Regions from separate parts of the Mus musculus genome. Here region 2 is linked to region 1. The links are chromatin contacts, called in public Hi-C maps. All regions are on one chromosome and are shown on one strand. The core of a region is the stretch at or near the end of the contact, and the rest is flanking DNA. Distances in the headings are between cores, read along the strand shown. Region 1 overlaps St3gal3 (ST3 beta-galactoside alpha-2,3-sialyltransferase 3). Region 2 overlaps St3gal3 (ST3 beta-galactoside alpha-2,3-sialyltransferase 3).

Region 1 (6,814 bases), core at 1,142-3,641:
AGCAGAGCTGTCCCCGTACCCCCGCTACATCTTGATGCCCAGAATCGAGACAACGTAGCTTGTCACCCCGTTCCTCATCAAGTCCTGATTGTACGCATAATGTTTTGTGCTCTGTGTAATGGTGATCTGTGTGTTATTGAAATGCTGATTTCTCAGCCCTCATACCTTGTTTCAATCCAGGCATGGCACTGTAACGCTTCTGTCAAGAATCTCCTGTCTCAAGTTTGTATAAACAACTCGTACCATTTATTTATTCTCTGCCTTGTCAATAAAAGCTGATAACTCAATGGCTGAGCAGAAGAGAGACTAGTTCCATCAGCTAGTGGAAGAAGAGAGAGAGGAAGGGAGAGGCAGACCTATCATGAGGAGGAAGGAGGAAAGAATTCTTGAGAGTTCAGCCAAAACATGGAAGACTTAATTGCAAGTTATCACTGGGATACTAGCTGGGAGATAGCCAGATTATCTTAGGGGCTAAGATAGATTATCTGACTGCCTAGATACTGAGGTGAAGTTTGGAAATAAATCTGAGCCTCTCTGTGTCACTATTGGGAACTAGCTAGGATAAAGAAATGTAGTCAATCATATTAATTTACTAAATACATTTGTAGTAAAGGTGACATTTACACTTGATAGAAACATTTGATAAACAGAATTTCCCACACCAGACACAGACTTTCTTGGCAAGCCTGAAATAAGGGAGATCAGGCACCCCAGAATGCAAAACGGACAGCCAGGGAAGGTACTAAAATACAGACAACTCAGGAAGCATTCTTCATTCTTGCTTTATTTGGCTGTCTCTCTGAGGCCAGCCAAGGGGACCGAGCTTGGATTAACCAATGATTCCAGGACCAGAAGTGTCAATGCTTCGCCTGGTGGCTCTGGACACCTGACTTCCAGGGGCCAGTCAAGCACATTCTACCCCCTGCCCCCTCTAAATACACTGCAAGGCCAGACCCAGCGCTTAGAGGCTGGATGCAACACAGAGTATGACAAGAGCAGTGTGGGCGGTGTGGACCCCACAAAATCAAAGTCCTTCCCTGGGCACCAGTGAACTAGACAGAGGAGGGGACCTAGGTGACCGGCTCATGAGAAGGTCATGTTCTCGCCGGCATTCCACATGATTGAGTCACAGCCCACACTATCCCAGCATCGAGAGCAAGGACCACATACCTGGGGAAGATGGCAGTCATCATGGCTGAAGCGTAGCCGGGTTTGCAAGCTCCCTCGGAAAAGTTTGCGTACTTGGTGGCTAGCTCGGCAGGCCTGCGGGAGAGAGAGAAGGTCAGAGCTGGGCACAAGAACAGCGGGAAGATCATCAGTCCACCAGGAGCTGCGGAGACTGAAATGGAATAGAGCCTTTCTACATCAAGTTCCTAAGAGAATTAGCCCTATAAAAATGGTTCCTCGGTGGCCTCCACAAAAGGGGCACCCTTCATTTCCTTTTACAGATTTTTTTGTAGTAAGACTGATCACCACAAAGGCTCTACGGCTGGGCAGGCAGTGCTCCCCGGGGAGCACTGCTGGACATAGCTTGTAAGGCCTTGACACATGCAAAGGCACAGGCTTTTGTAGTTCCCAGGCACGACCCTACCTGCCCAGTCTCCTGCTTTTATCCCCTCCACTCCCTCTATGATCCACCCAGTGGGAACATGCATGGCGAACGCATATGCGTTATGGAGCTACTGATGGATCAGTTTGACCTTCAGTTGAGCGTGCTCTACCCGGGGGCCCTCCCCCTGGAGAATGCCACACCTTCAAAACTCAATTCGGAGATGGGCTTCACAGGAGCGATCCCCTGACCCACTGACTGGGCTGTCTGCCTCTCTGCCCTGGCAGTCTCCTGACCCGGCATCCTTATCCTATGCCCACCCCCGGCTGCGCTGCTCCTCCACAGAACTGTCTCTCACTCCAGCATAAATTCTTGGGATCAGACCTCTGCCTGCACTTCGCACAGAGATGGGTACATGAAGCCCCCCCCCTATACATATTTTAAACCAAACCAATACTGGCAGCCTCCCTGTGATCTGAAGAAACCCCTGAAACCCCTGAAGAAACCCCGGGAAGCTTCAGGGTGGAGACTGCGAGCGAGCGCTATCTGAGGGCCGTGTCCTGGCCTTGTCTTGGCAGAGTGACTGACTATAACTGGATCATCTCTAGGCATCAGGTTTCCAAACCCTGACGTGTTCAGTGTGGTTCTGGAGTCACCACCCTCCACCACAGCTCTGCCCTGTGCCGTCTGGGAAACATCAGGACATCTTTAGTAAATGACCCTGTGAACACCAGGACTGAAGGCCTTGCCGGTGGTGTCACCTGCTCACTTAGATTCCCAGCCTCTGAGCTGCTCCCTTACCCCACCCCCGCCCCTTGCTCAATCCACACCAGGGCCAGGCTGCCTTGATGGGTGTGGCTCAATAGCAAGCTGGCCTTCAGCATGACCCCTGCAGTGTGGGAGTGTGTCTGCTGGACAGCCAGGAATGACCATATGTCATCAGCCGGGCTGTCAAGTTCAATTCACCCCTGAGGTGTTGTCCAGGGCTTTATGCAAGGGATTGCTCATTAAGTATACACAGAATTTTAGAAATCTACATTTTCAAGCCTTCCCTACCAATGAGATGCAAATGAGATGCAAATGTGAAGAGGGCCTGCAACTTTATTTGATAAACAAAACAAAGTTAAAGGTTCTAACGGGAGAAAGAAAGCTGTAAACAACTCTATTTTGGAAATGAAATATGGATGTCACTGCAATTCTGGAGCTTACTGGAAGCTCCTGGATGAAGGACGGTGACTAACAGCCTTTCCTCTCAATAGCCCTGGGAGTGGGTGCCCTGCATCACAGATAGATGCTTGAGGCTTAGAAAGATGAAGAGCCAGACCCAAGAGCATGCAGCTGCCTCTGCTCTCGGTGGGGATGCTGTCGTGACACCACCAGTGACACGATCACAGAGGCTGGCCTGGAGCCCAGCGCCAGTGGGAGCAGTTGACATGGCCGGATATGGGTAGAAATGAGGGTTAAGAAGGCCTCGCCCCACTCTTTCAAAGCATGTACACAGCGCTGTGGTATTTTGAGTGCCTTTGTGCCATGTCTCCAGAACCCTCACCCTCAGGGCTGTCCAACTCGTACCGAGTGTCTGTGGTCTTTCTGAATTCCAGAAAGTTTACAAAGAAGCTGGAAGACAGATGGCAGCTGCCATCCACAACACGGGGCATTGAAGAATGCAATGCTCAAGAGACAAACCTCTGACCATATCTTTCCTCTCCTGCTGCATGATCTCAGCTCTTGGAAGGCACCTGAAGAATGGCTATTGGACAGCCCAAGGCTCCTGGGCTGGGGTGATCCATGCTGGAGAGGAGGGCCAGCATGCCAGATGGGGTGCAGAAAAGTGGGAGACGGCAGAGCAGGCAGAAGTCTGTTCCTCCTAGGTGTGCAAGGTGACCAGTCAGGAATGATGAATGCTAACCAATTCATTTAGAAAAGCAAGCCTGGGTATAGTAACGCATGCCAATCATCACCAAATTAAAATGCCTTAGAAATGGCCTCCCGAAAGTCCCAGTGAGAGAAGAATAGGGGGAGTGTTGAGGATTCTGAGTCATACAGAATGCTGGGACCTCTGGGGCAGACAGCGGTCAAACCCACTAAGATTAATGGTTGCCAGCTCCCTCAGGCCAGAATAGTTAGTTTCTCTAGGCACTCACTCCAAATGCCAGGAGGCCCCCAGATGTCTGATCAAATCATTCCGCCCTTGTTCTCCCCGTACTCTGCAGCTGGCCTTTCACTGTGGAAGATGGAGTGCCGCATCCACTAAGAGCACCCATTGTGCGGTGAACGTGACTAAGAAGCCCCTGGGGTGAAGAGTATAAACCACACACTCTTCAGAGGAAGCCCAGATGACCAGACTGGAACCCAAAAGAAAACCCAACTCCCATTCCCCCACTCTGTTCGGAAGGGCAGAGTTTAGGGAAGCAGGCCAAGTCCTGCTAGTGAATGGAACGAGGGCCACATCTGGACTCAGGCTTCCTGAGAACACTGACAAGGGAGAAGAAACGGAGAATCCCTTAGCCCACTTAGCCTTAGCCTCCTGTTCGGGGGAACTCAGATCCCTGGGATCTGGTGAGGATGGGGTGAGACACATGCGGGGCGGAGGGCTGACCATCTTCTCAAGCAATGTACAAGTGCTGTAAGGAGAAGAAGGGGGCAGAGGCAGGCTGAGCACCTGGCCATGTCTGGATTCAATCCCATGGGTTGCTGTGCGGACTGAGGTGCGCATTGCAAAAGCCAACATGTGACGTCTTCTCAAGCAACAGACAAGCGCGGGATGGAAAAGAAGGGGGCAGAGGCAGGCTGGGCACTTGAGTAACAGAGTGAGGCCCTGTCTCAAAAAAATAACAACAAATCAAAAACATGAAGGAGAGAGAGTATTATACCCCATAGGGGCCAGCGGTGTCAAACACAGAGGGAGCTGACCAGGTGACACCTGGGTTGGAGAACTGAACCAGGCCGTAAGCAGGCTACTACTGAGGTATGGCTGGAATGGCTTCACTAGTGGGTGTGGGTGAGAATATGGGGGGGCAATGTGGGTGTGTGGTGGCTGTGAGGGTGTGTGTGTGGAGAGGAGTGGGAGTGTGGTGGGGGTAAGGTCGTGGGAATGCGGACAGTAGAGGTGAGTAGGGGCTAAAATAATGAAATAAAATTATATGCATGTAGGAAAACACCACAATGGAACACATTATTTTGTACAATCAACACTTGTTAATAGAAAGTAAGAGAAATGGCCTGTCATTTAACACAGGACATATGGCACAGAGTACTTAAGTACCAAGATTGTTGAGAAGGCTCAATTAGTCAGTTTAACTTGCAATGCTAATCAGCACAAATGTGAGGGAAGGGGTGGTGGTCGGGCAAAAAGCTTGCGGGTTAATCTCAAGGACTCTACAGACCAGTGATGGACATTTTGTGATCAACAGACCAAGTTCTAGAACCATCTCACATAGAACAAGGCACTAGATATGAGAGAAGCCTGGGCATGAGAGAAGGCTTGCCTTCTCTAACCCACTGCCTGACCACTCAGTCAGAGCCAACCACACAGTGGGGACCGCAGAGGCCCTCAGCAGGCTCCACCACTGCTGCCTCCATCCTGTCCTCTTTGCTTCCCAGAGATCCACTTCTCCAGTTACTAGAGCTGTTTCTGGGACAACCATGCGACCAACCCTGCAAATGGTCCTGGACTGAGTACGGGGAAACAGGCTCTGAAAAGACTCACCGCACGGCCAACTGTTTCCTGCTACAGGGTAGGTGAGTTTTTTATGAATGATGTACCGGGCAACCAAGACCAGGAAGGGCTAATTTCTGAACCTGAACACAGAGAAGGATCTGCGTGGTGACCAGATAGTAACAAACCCACTAAGCATCTCCGCCTCCGTCTAGAGACGCTGGCAAAAACCAAAAAAACCAAAACCATCTCACACAGCTCCAGCAACTGCTTTATTCAAGCAGCTGGGGCTTTGGAAATGGGAGAAGTAGCTTTGTTTAGCTTTTGTCACCTTATTTGATTATTAAACATTGCCATTTGAATTGTTCCCCTAAAACAGCTTTCACGTAAGAAAATAACTTAATGCCACGACAGCTCCACTTAGGCACCAAGGCGAACCTTTGCTCTGTATCTGTGTGCATGTCTGTCTGTCTGTCTGTCTGTCTCTCTCCCTCCGTCCTTCCCTCCCTTCTCATGTGCTCTCTCTGGTACTAGGGATCCAGCCAGTGGCCTCCACTGTACTTGGTGAGCACTGGCTCTATAGGTCTATTGCAGAGCTATAGCACAGTCACTGTCCCTTCTGGCTCTTGTTTGGCTAACCTTGTTACTATAGTAACAAGGGCCTCTGCGGGGAGTAAGGGAATGCCTGGGCTGGCTGTCCTTGGGTTGTCCTCAGTTTCTTCCTGTAGCAACAGGTGGCGGTGTCAACCCCCTCCACACTGGCTGTAGCTCTTGGTTTTCTATAGCTTTTATGGGTGATCCTGTTTAATCGGGGTTCTAAGGCCGACATTACTGTAGTTCATCTGGGGGCTTGGCTATTGTCTCCACCTGGGCTGGGAGGATGTTCAGTAGCCTCTGTGTGTTGGCCTGTGCTACACAACAGTCCTCACAGAAGTCCCACTAGGGGCCTGCTGTGACGGCTCCAGCCTTGTCTCCACACTCCAATTCTTTAAAAATATAAACACACCCTCTTTCTGGGTGGTAATGAAAAGAGCAAGGGAATTAACACACTGAGCGTGAGCCAAGCACCCAGCAGATCTATGATCTAATAGCTTTGTGTAAGCCACTAAGGCAGCGCTGCCTTCTGCCTGGGAGGGCGGGGCTGCAGGAGTTCGGAGGAGACGCAGTTGGGAGATGTGCAGCTCTGTTCACGCTCAAAATTTCAAATGATGAATGTAGCACAACTAAAAAGTCCATTTCTACTCATACCTTCCCTGTGTGCTCTGGGTGACAGTGGCATATGTGGTCGTCATTAGGAAAGCAGTCACACCTGAGAGTCACCGCAGGAAGGATAACACTGAGCAGTGACGTCACCCGCTGAAGCGAATGGTCCTGGACTGAGTACGGGGAAACAGGCTCTGAAAAGACTCACCGCACGGCCAACTGTTTCCTGCTACAGGGTAGGTGAGTTTTTTATGAATGATGTACCGGGCAACCAAGACCAGGAAGGGCTAATTTCTGAACCTGAACACAGAGAAGGATCTGCGTGGTGACCAGATAGTAACAAACCCACTAAGCATCTCCGCCTGCCGTCTAGAGATGCTGGCAAAAACCAAAAACCAAAACCA
Region 2 (7,108 bases), core at 353-2,852, 68 kb after region 1:
CTCTGAGGTCTCGTACCCTCTCTGGGGCAGCCCTGGACCAACGGATAGTGGTGACCAAGGAACTACAAAAGCAGACTCCCCTCCCTCCATTTAAAAGGACCGGCTCAACCCCCATCTCCACGGGCACAGTGAGGTCGTTACTGAGAGCGAACCATACGTGACTTCTTACGTGAGTGTCCCTTGCATTTCTCTGCCTCCCTTCCTGTCCTTCCGGGGGCTGCTCCCACAGCCGCGCCCTGGTGAGCTTACCCCACCTGAAATTTATCTCAGAGTGTGCCTCTCTCAACAATACCACCTTGCCCACCTGCCTCACCTGAGCACTGACACCACACCTTCCCGTCAAAAACACGCGGAGACACACTGGGATGAGAGCTTTAAACCCGAGACTGCAGAGATCTAGAACTCACACAGTAGATACATGCACATGTACACAAACAATTAAAAAAAACTATTTTATAGAGGGTAAACAAGGCCATAAGTACTTTGTAAGCCCCTCTGAGAAAAAAAAACAGCTTTAAAATGGTTCTAAATAAATATTTCTACCTTGCTTGCGACCAAACAAAAACAATTACTAAATACATAAGAAAGAGTCACAAGTCAAGAAGCCAGCAATAGCACATGCCTTTAATCTCAGCACTCAAGAGGAAGAGGCAGGTGGATCTCTGTGAGTCTGAGGGCAGCCTAATCTACATAGGGAGTTCTAGGACAACCAGGGCTACATAGAGAGACTGTATATCCAATAAAAACCAACCAACCAAACAAACAAACAAAAATAACCCACTAAGAATCTATTACCCATCTCTGCTGGTAACTGATATTTTTTTAAGATTAATTTATTTATTTTACGAGTATGAGCACACTGTAGCTGTCTTCAGACACACCAGAAGAGGGTATTGGATCTCATTACAGATAGTTGTGAGCCACCATGTGGTTGCTGGGAATTGAACTCAGGCCCTCTAGAAGAGCAGTCAGTGCTCTTTACCGCTGAGCCATCTCTCCAGTCCAACTAATATTATTTTAATTATGAACATCTATTTTAAAATGTTTTGACATTAATGTATATATTGTGTGTGTTTATGTATGTGTGGGTAAAAATGCATGTGGCGATCAGAGGACAACTTGCTGGAGCCGGTTCTTGCTTCCACTAAGTGTGTTTCAGGGATCGTGCACAGGATGGCAGGCTTGTGGCGAGTGTCCTTCCTCACTGAGCCTGTAATCAGCTATTTCCAATGCTCACCACGGTGTAGTGCTAAGAGGTTTACTTAGATTATCTCCCTGATAATCTTAGGTTCGAAGCGTAGGAACATAAGCCCAAAGCTGCAGAGCCAGGACTCAGTGTCAGGCAAGAGGCTCTGAAGCCTCAGTGATTGTGTATGTGCTAGCTTGCTGCACCACCCCTAATGTCTCCCATACTGCTCTGTAATCCACTGGACAGCCTGTAAGAGAGGAGGGAAGGTGACTCGGAAACCCACCCCTTCCCCTCTCACCCCTCTCACCTCTGAGGTCGGCTCGCACAGTGCCCTGACTCCTAGGTGCACACAGCTGAGTTGAAGGACAGTAAGCAAGCAGCAGCTGGACTTGGCCAAAAGCCATCCGTGCTATTGCAATCAAAGGGTTCTGCTGCCCCCTTGTGGCCCAGGCCGACTGCTACTCCGCGATGCTCCAGTACAGAGCTGAATACCATATAAAGGCACTTGGCCACCAGACACTAATCAGTAGGAGGTCACTCTGATTGGCTCAAAGTGGAACAGATTTAATAACTCAAAAATGTGATTTTGTCACTCCTCTGTGCCAAATACTGCTCATAATAAGAAAGCTCATAATAATGACACGTTAGAGCCCAGAGGAAAATGTTTCAAAACTATTTTATAATAAAAGGAATGGAATAACAAGTTGCACTGACTTTGAATGATGACAAACACTTTAGAGCATTGCCAGACCCATGCAAAACTCCTGACACTTTTGTCTTGCATCTGAAGATACATTCTAGAAACCTTTTCCTACCAGTACATAGAGGCCCTCTAGCTCCAGCCTCAGACTCACTAAATGGGAACCTAATTCATTAATTTGTTCCCTGCTGATAAACACCTAAATAGCTGCCAAACACTTGCTACTAAAAAACAAAGAAACAATGTCAGGTTAGAGAGATGGCTCAGCCTCTAAGAGTACTCACTGTTCTTACTGAGGACCCAGGGAATCTTCTAGCCTCTTCTGGTCTTGGGGCACCAGGCACACACATGGTACACAGACACACGTGCAGGCAAGACACCCACACACAAAAGAGAAAAGGAAAAATGACAGTGCAAGCAAACACACAGAAAATCCTGCAGTGGGTAACTCTGCAGGAACGCTGTGGATGAACTCTTGGGAGTGGGAATAGTGGGTCACACAGCATGGTGAGAGCATGTATGCACACAGAAACACATAGAGAGACACACACACATATACACACACAGACACATACACAAACACAAACAGAGGCACATGCATATACATACACACATACACACACACACATAGATGCATACACACACAGACACACACATGCTCTTTGGCACCCTCTCTTCCTCCAGCCCGACTCTCCCCAGCACTCTCTCACACCTTCTTCAGTCTCACAGACTCCCTCCCCCCCTCCCTCTCCCTCTCTCTGTCTCTCTTCCCAGCACTCTCTCTCACCTTCTCCAGTCTCACAGACACACATTCTCTCTCTCTCTCTCTCTCTCTCCCTCTCTCTCTAGCACTCTCTCTTACTTTATTCAGTCTCACATCTCCCAGCTTTCTTCCTGGAAGGCAACCAAAGTTATTATTTCTAGATTTCGTGCTCACAGTTATTTTATACACACGTATGCAAATCTAGATGTGATCTAGGCTTATGTATAGATAAACATGAACATATGTACAATTTCCCACCCTCTTCTGAATAAATGAAGACATTTATACCCAAAATAGAACAGTGTTAACGGGACTCTGTAGACAGCTACCTTCAAGATCATGCTGCGGCTTCAAACATTTTTCAACTTATATTTGGGCCTTTTGCCAGCCCACTGCTGGGGACTCACTGGGGACGACTAGACTAGAAATACTGGTTTCCACCAAAGCCTTCTGGATCTGAGGTTCTCACCAAGTTCACTGGGCCAGAGATGGGGGTGTGGGTGTTGGAGAGATGGCCCAGTGGTTAAGAACGCAAGCTGCTCTTCTAGAGGGCTCAGGTTCACACACACACAAACACACACACACATACACACACACACACACACACACACACACACACAGCAGCTTACGACCACCTATAACTCCAGTTCCAGGAGATTCAACGCCTCTTCTGGTCCCCTGGGGCACCAGGAATCTAACAGCACACAGATTACATAAAAGCAAAACCGCCACTTCTATAAAATCAAATAAAATTTAGGAATAATAAAAAATAAAGTTGTCTTTTTCATAATGAATTTTTTAAAGATGTGTGTGTATACTCTATTTGAATGTACACCTGTGTGCCAGAAGAGGGCATCAAATCCCATTCATTATAGATGGTTGTGGTTGCTGGGAACTGAACTCAGGACCTCTGGAAGAACAGCCAGTGCTCTTACCCGCTGAGCCATCTCTCCAGCCGTCATACTGACGTTTAAGAATTGTGCTTTCACATTTCCCATCTTTATAATGAAGTTAAAAATTCATCATTCAAGAAACTAATGAATGTTTCCTTGTGTTCTGTTTTTTCTCTTTCACTTTGAAGTGTTGGGAATCCAACCTGGGAAGATCCACTTCGTGGATGCAGGCAAGTATTCTATTACTTCTATACATGCCTGGCCTTGATCTTCTCTGTATTATGTCTGTCTGTCTGTCTGTCTGTCTGTCTGTGGACATATTCCCATCTAGGTGGAAGCTCGTCGTGTGGAGCAAAGGCATCTGGAGGACAACCCCAGGTCTTAGCCTCACACAAAGCCTGGCCACTGCCTTTGAAGCAGGGTTTTTCATTAGCCTGAGGCTCGCCAGTTAGGTAATCCTGGCTGCAATGGAGCTGGGCTCCAGCTTCCACTCCCAGGGCTGGGCTGCTGCGTGCACACTGATACCCTGGTACTTTTTACATGAATTCTTGGGAACTAAACTCTGGTCCTCGTGCTCAAAAAGCAAGAACTTCACCAACCGAGCCACCTTCCCAGCCCTGACTGGTCTCTCTGTAGCGGTACGTCACCGTCACCACCAAGCTGGATACGATGTCTTATGCTTATAACCCTGACACTGGGGAGGCTGGAGCAAGGCAAAAGCCAACCCGAGCTGACCTGGAATGAGAATCTATCCCCACTGTCCCCACAACCAAAATCAAAAAGTCATCAGGCCACAGATAGTCAACTCACAGTGGAGCCATGTCCTGTCAATCCTCAACTGGAAAAGATAGTTAAGCTGAAATGCGTGCGATGGAGGAGCTAGAAACATGGTTCAATGGTTATGAACATTGACTCTTCTTCCAGAGACTCAAGTTCAATTCCCAGCAGGCATGTCAGGCACCTCACAACTGCCTGTAATTCCAGCTCCAGTGGATCTGGCTTCCATGGGCACCTGCACTCACACGCATACAATCACACACAGAACACACACACACAAGTGATAATGGTTCTGGTGGCGCATGCTTTTAATCCCAGCATTTGGAAAGCAGAGCAGGTGGAGCTCTGTGACTTCATATTCAGCCTGGTCTAGGACCCAGTCTCAAACAATAACAACAACAACAACAAACAACCCCAAACCTATCTGTAATTCCAGGTCCAGGGAGATCCAACACCTCTGCCCCTGTAGGAACCCTGTAGAGGTTTGAATAAAAATGGCCCCCATAGGTTCCTAAGTCTCCATGCTTGGTCCCAGCTGGTGGAACTGTCTGGGAAAGATTAGGAGGTGTGATCTTTTGCAGGAAGTGTGTCACTGGGGTGGGCTTTCAGGTTTCAAAAGCCCACACTATTTCCTCCCGACACTTCCTCCCCCCCTTCCTCTCTTGCACTAATGGATCAGATGTGAGCTCTCAGCTACTGCTCCAGTGCCACGCCTGCCTGCCTGATGCCCGCCTGCCTGTTGCTATGCTTCCTACCATGATGGTTATGAACTACACAACCCTCTGAAACTGTGAGCCCCAAACTGAACGCTCTCTTTTCTAAGTTGCCCTGGGCACACACGGCGTTTTATCACAGCCATAGAAAAGTAACTGAGGCGTCACCCAGACTCACACGCGTGTCAGCCACACGCAGGCACGCACACATTAAAAACAATTTAAAAAGTGAGCCAGATATGGTGGCACACACCTTTCATCTCAGCACCCAGGAGGCAGAGGCAAGTGAGTCTCCGTGAGTTTGAGGCCAGCCTGGTCTACACAGAGAGTTCCAGGACAGGCAGAGCTATATAGTAAGACTCTGTCTCAAAACAAACAAACAAACAAATGAAGATGCGATGCAGCTACTATGTCAAATACAGCTTACATTGCCACACATATAGTTATGCTAAGTCATCTCACACAACACCTACGAGATAGTGTGCTCAACATTAGTGTACTGAATACGGCAGTGCAGGTGAGAAGCGGGTGATTGTATGGGGACTTTTAAGATTTATTTTGCTGTATGTGCATGTGTGTATGTGCAGCTGAGTTTATATGCACCACACCTGTGTAGGAGCCCTCAGGGGGCAGACTGCATGGGGACATTTTGCCCTCCTATAAAGTTAACAGGCAAACTGTACACTAGATTGCCATTTGTCTTTTGTTTCAAACCTGCTCTGCTTCCGGAGCAGGGAAGAGGTGAGGAAGCCATGTCACCAGCTCCAGCATCGGCTCCAGACCAGTCCACCTCATCCGCCATAGCTTCCCCACCAACAGCAGTATCCCTTAAACCATGAGCTGAATAACTACTTCCTCCCTAGGGACGGTTCCGTCAGGTGCTGTGCCCCAAAGTCAAGAAAGTTGATAAAAGGCACCTGGTTCTAATGGGTTTCTGCATTCACTCGGCGTTACAAATCACTATTTTGAACAGGCAGATGCAATCGACCTCTTACAGAGTTCTACAATTAACTTCTCCACAGGGCCACGGATGGTCTTGGATGCTAACCCAAACTAAAACTAAAATCTAATTTAACAATGCAACTTTGGACCAGTAGGTATCAGAGCACTCCCAGGATCCATATAATTAAAATCTATGATGCTCGCTTAACTGCACGGGTCTGTAGATTCCTAAAGGTGGAGGGTGGGCATCACTGCTCCTCCAGGTTATGGCTGTCTTCCCAGGTCTCGCAGTGATCACACCACACAGCCACACGTGTTAGTATCACTACCCATCATAACAGAAAGGGACTTAAACAACGGAGCTTGTGGCAGCTGCTGTGATACAGTCATCCCCTCTGGGCATAACATGACAGTCCATCACAGAACAGATGGCCTGACCTATACAATACCTTGGCCCCACAAAGGAGGGAACAGAACAAGCAAAATTCAGTGGCAGCAAGGCCTATGGTAGTGTAACAAAGGGTCCCTAAACTCTCTCCCTGGCATTCTGTTCACCATCTTCATCCTCCTTTCCCAGCTGCACGTGGTCCTGAGGGAGGGGTGGGATGCTAGATACAGAGGTGACCCATCTTGGGTAAATTCATGTCTTCAGGTCTCCCTGGAAAAAGTCACACAACAGCAGCATATACAAGTTCTCCATGACTCTGATCACTTGAAAGCTGAGGTTTGTCATTGCTACACACAGTTGGTGGCTTCCTTTGGGACAGCAGGCTCACCTCTTTCATTTCTGAGAAAAGGCCATCCATGCCCAACCCTAGATAATGCAGAGTCATCGTTTGCCTATGAATCATTCTTCACCAGAAGAGTATGTCCAAACAGCAGCTTGCTCATCTTACAGGCCAACAAGAGCACACAGCCTCGAGACAGGTAGGTTCCATGTTTTACCACACCACACTTGGGGAAAATGACCATATCCAAGGCCAACACCTAATAAACTTAAGACAGTTTCACCAATAGCATTAAGTGTTGCCTGTGCCCTGGACAGTTCTCTGCCTGACCCTACCTGCCCTTAGGGGTTGGGGGTGAGTTGGCGCAGAGTCAACGACACAGACTCCCTGAGAAACGCTGCAG

Evidence for each region. Hi-C and Micro-C count contacts between places; a contact is called where the count stands out from the background.
Region 2: a Hi-C map of the N1E-115 cell line shows a contact between it and region 1, with 7 times the contacts expected there. The contact joins two enhancer-like sites. A contact is called at or near these places in 1 of 39 promoter capture datasets (hippocampal neurons), 10 of 484 Hi-C or Micro-C datasets (the AtT-20 cell line, the C2C12 cell line, the G1E-ER4 cell line and 7 more) and 3 of 115 datasets of contacts at active chromatin or transcription factors (embryonic stem cells and fibro-adipogenic progenitors).

The regions. Positions count from the first base shown.
Region 1 is chr4:118,013,535-118,020,348 of GRCm38.p6, forward strand. It overlaps St3gal3 (ST3 beta-galactoside alpha-2,3-sialyltransferase 3), which reads right to left. Exons shown (of 12, transcript NM_009176.5): 5 at 1,171-1,263. Among named protein-coding and RNA genes, the nearest start is that of 9530034E10Rik, 42 kb to the left of the region's middle. Within about 2 kb of position 2,392, at least 78 of the 459 cell types and tissues checked have an H3K27ac peak or open chromatin away from gene starts, as enhancers often do. A contact at or near this core is called in the N1E-115 cell line and fibro-adipogenic progenitors, where this site is marked.
Region 2 is chr4:118,082,174-118,089,281 of GRCm38.p6, forward strand. All of the region lies in intron 2 of St3gal3 (ST3 beta-galactoside alpha-2,3-sialyltransferase 3), which reads right to left. Among named protein-coding and RNA genes, the nearest start is that of St3gal3, 49 kb to the right of the region's middle. Within about 2 kb of position 1,603, at least 47 of the 459 cell types and tissues checked have an H3K27ac peak or open chromatin away from gene starts, as enhancers often do. A contact at or near this core is called in the N1E-115 cell line and fibro-adipogenic progenitors, where this site is marked.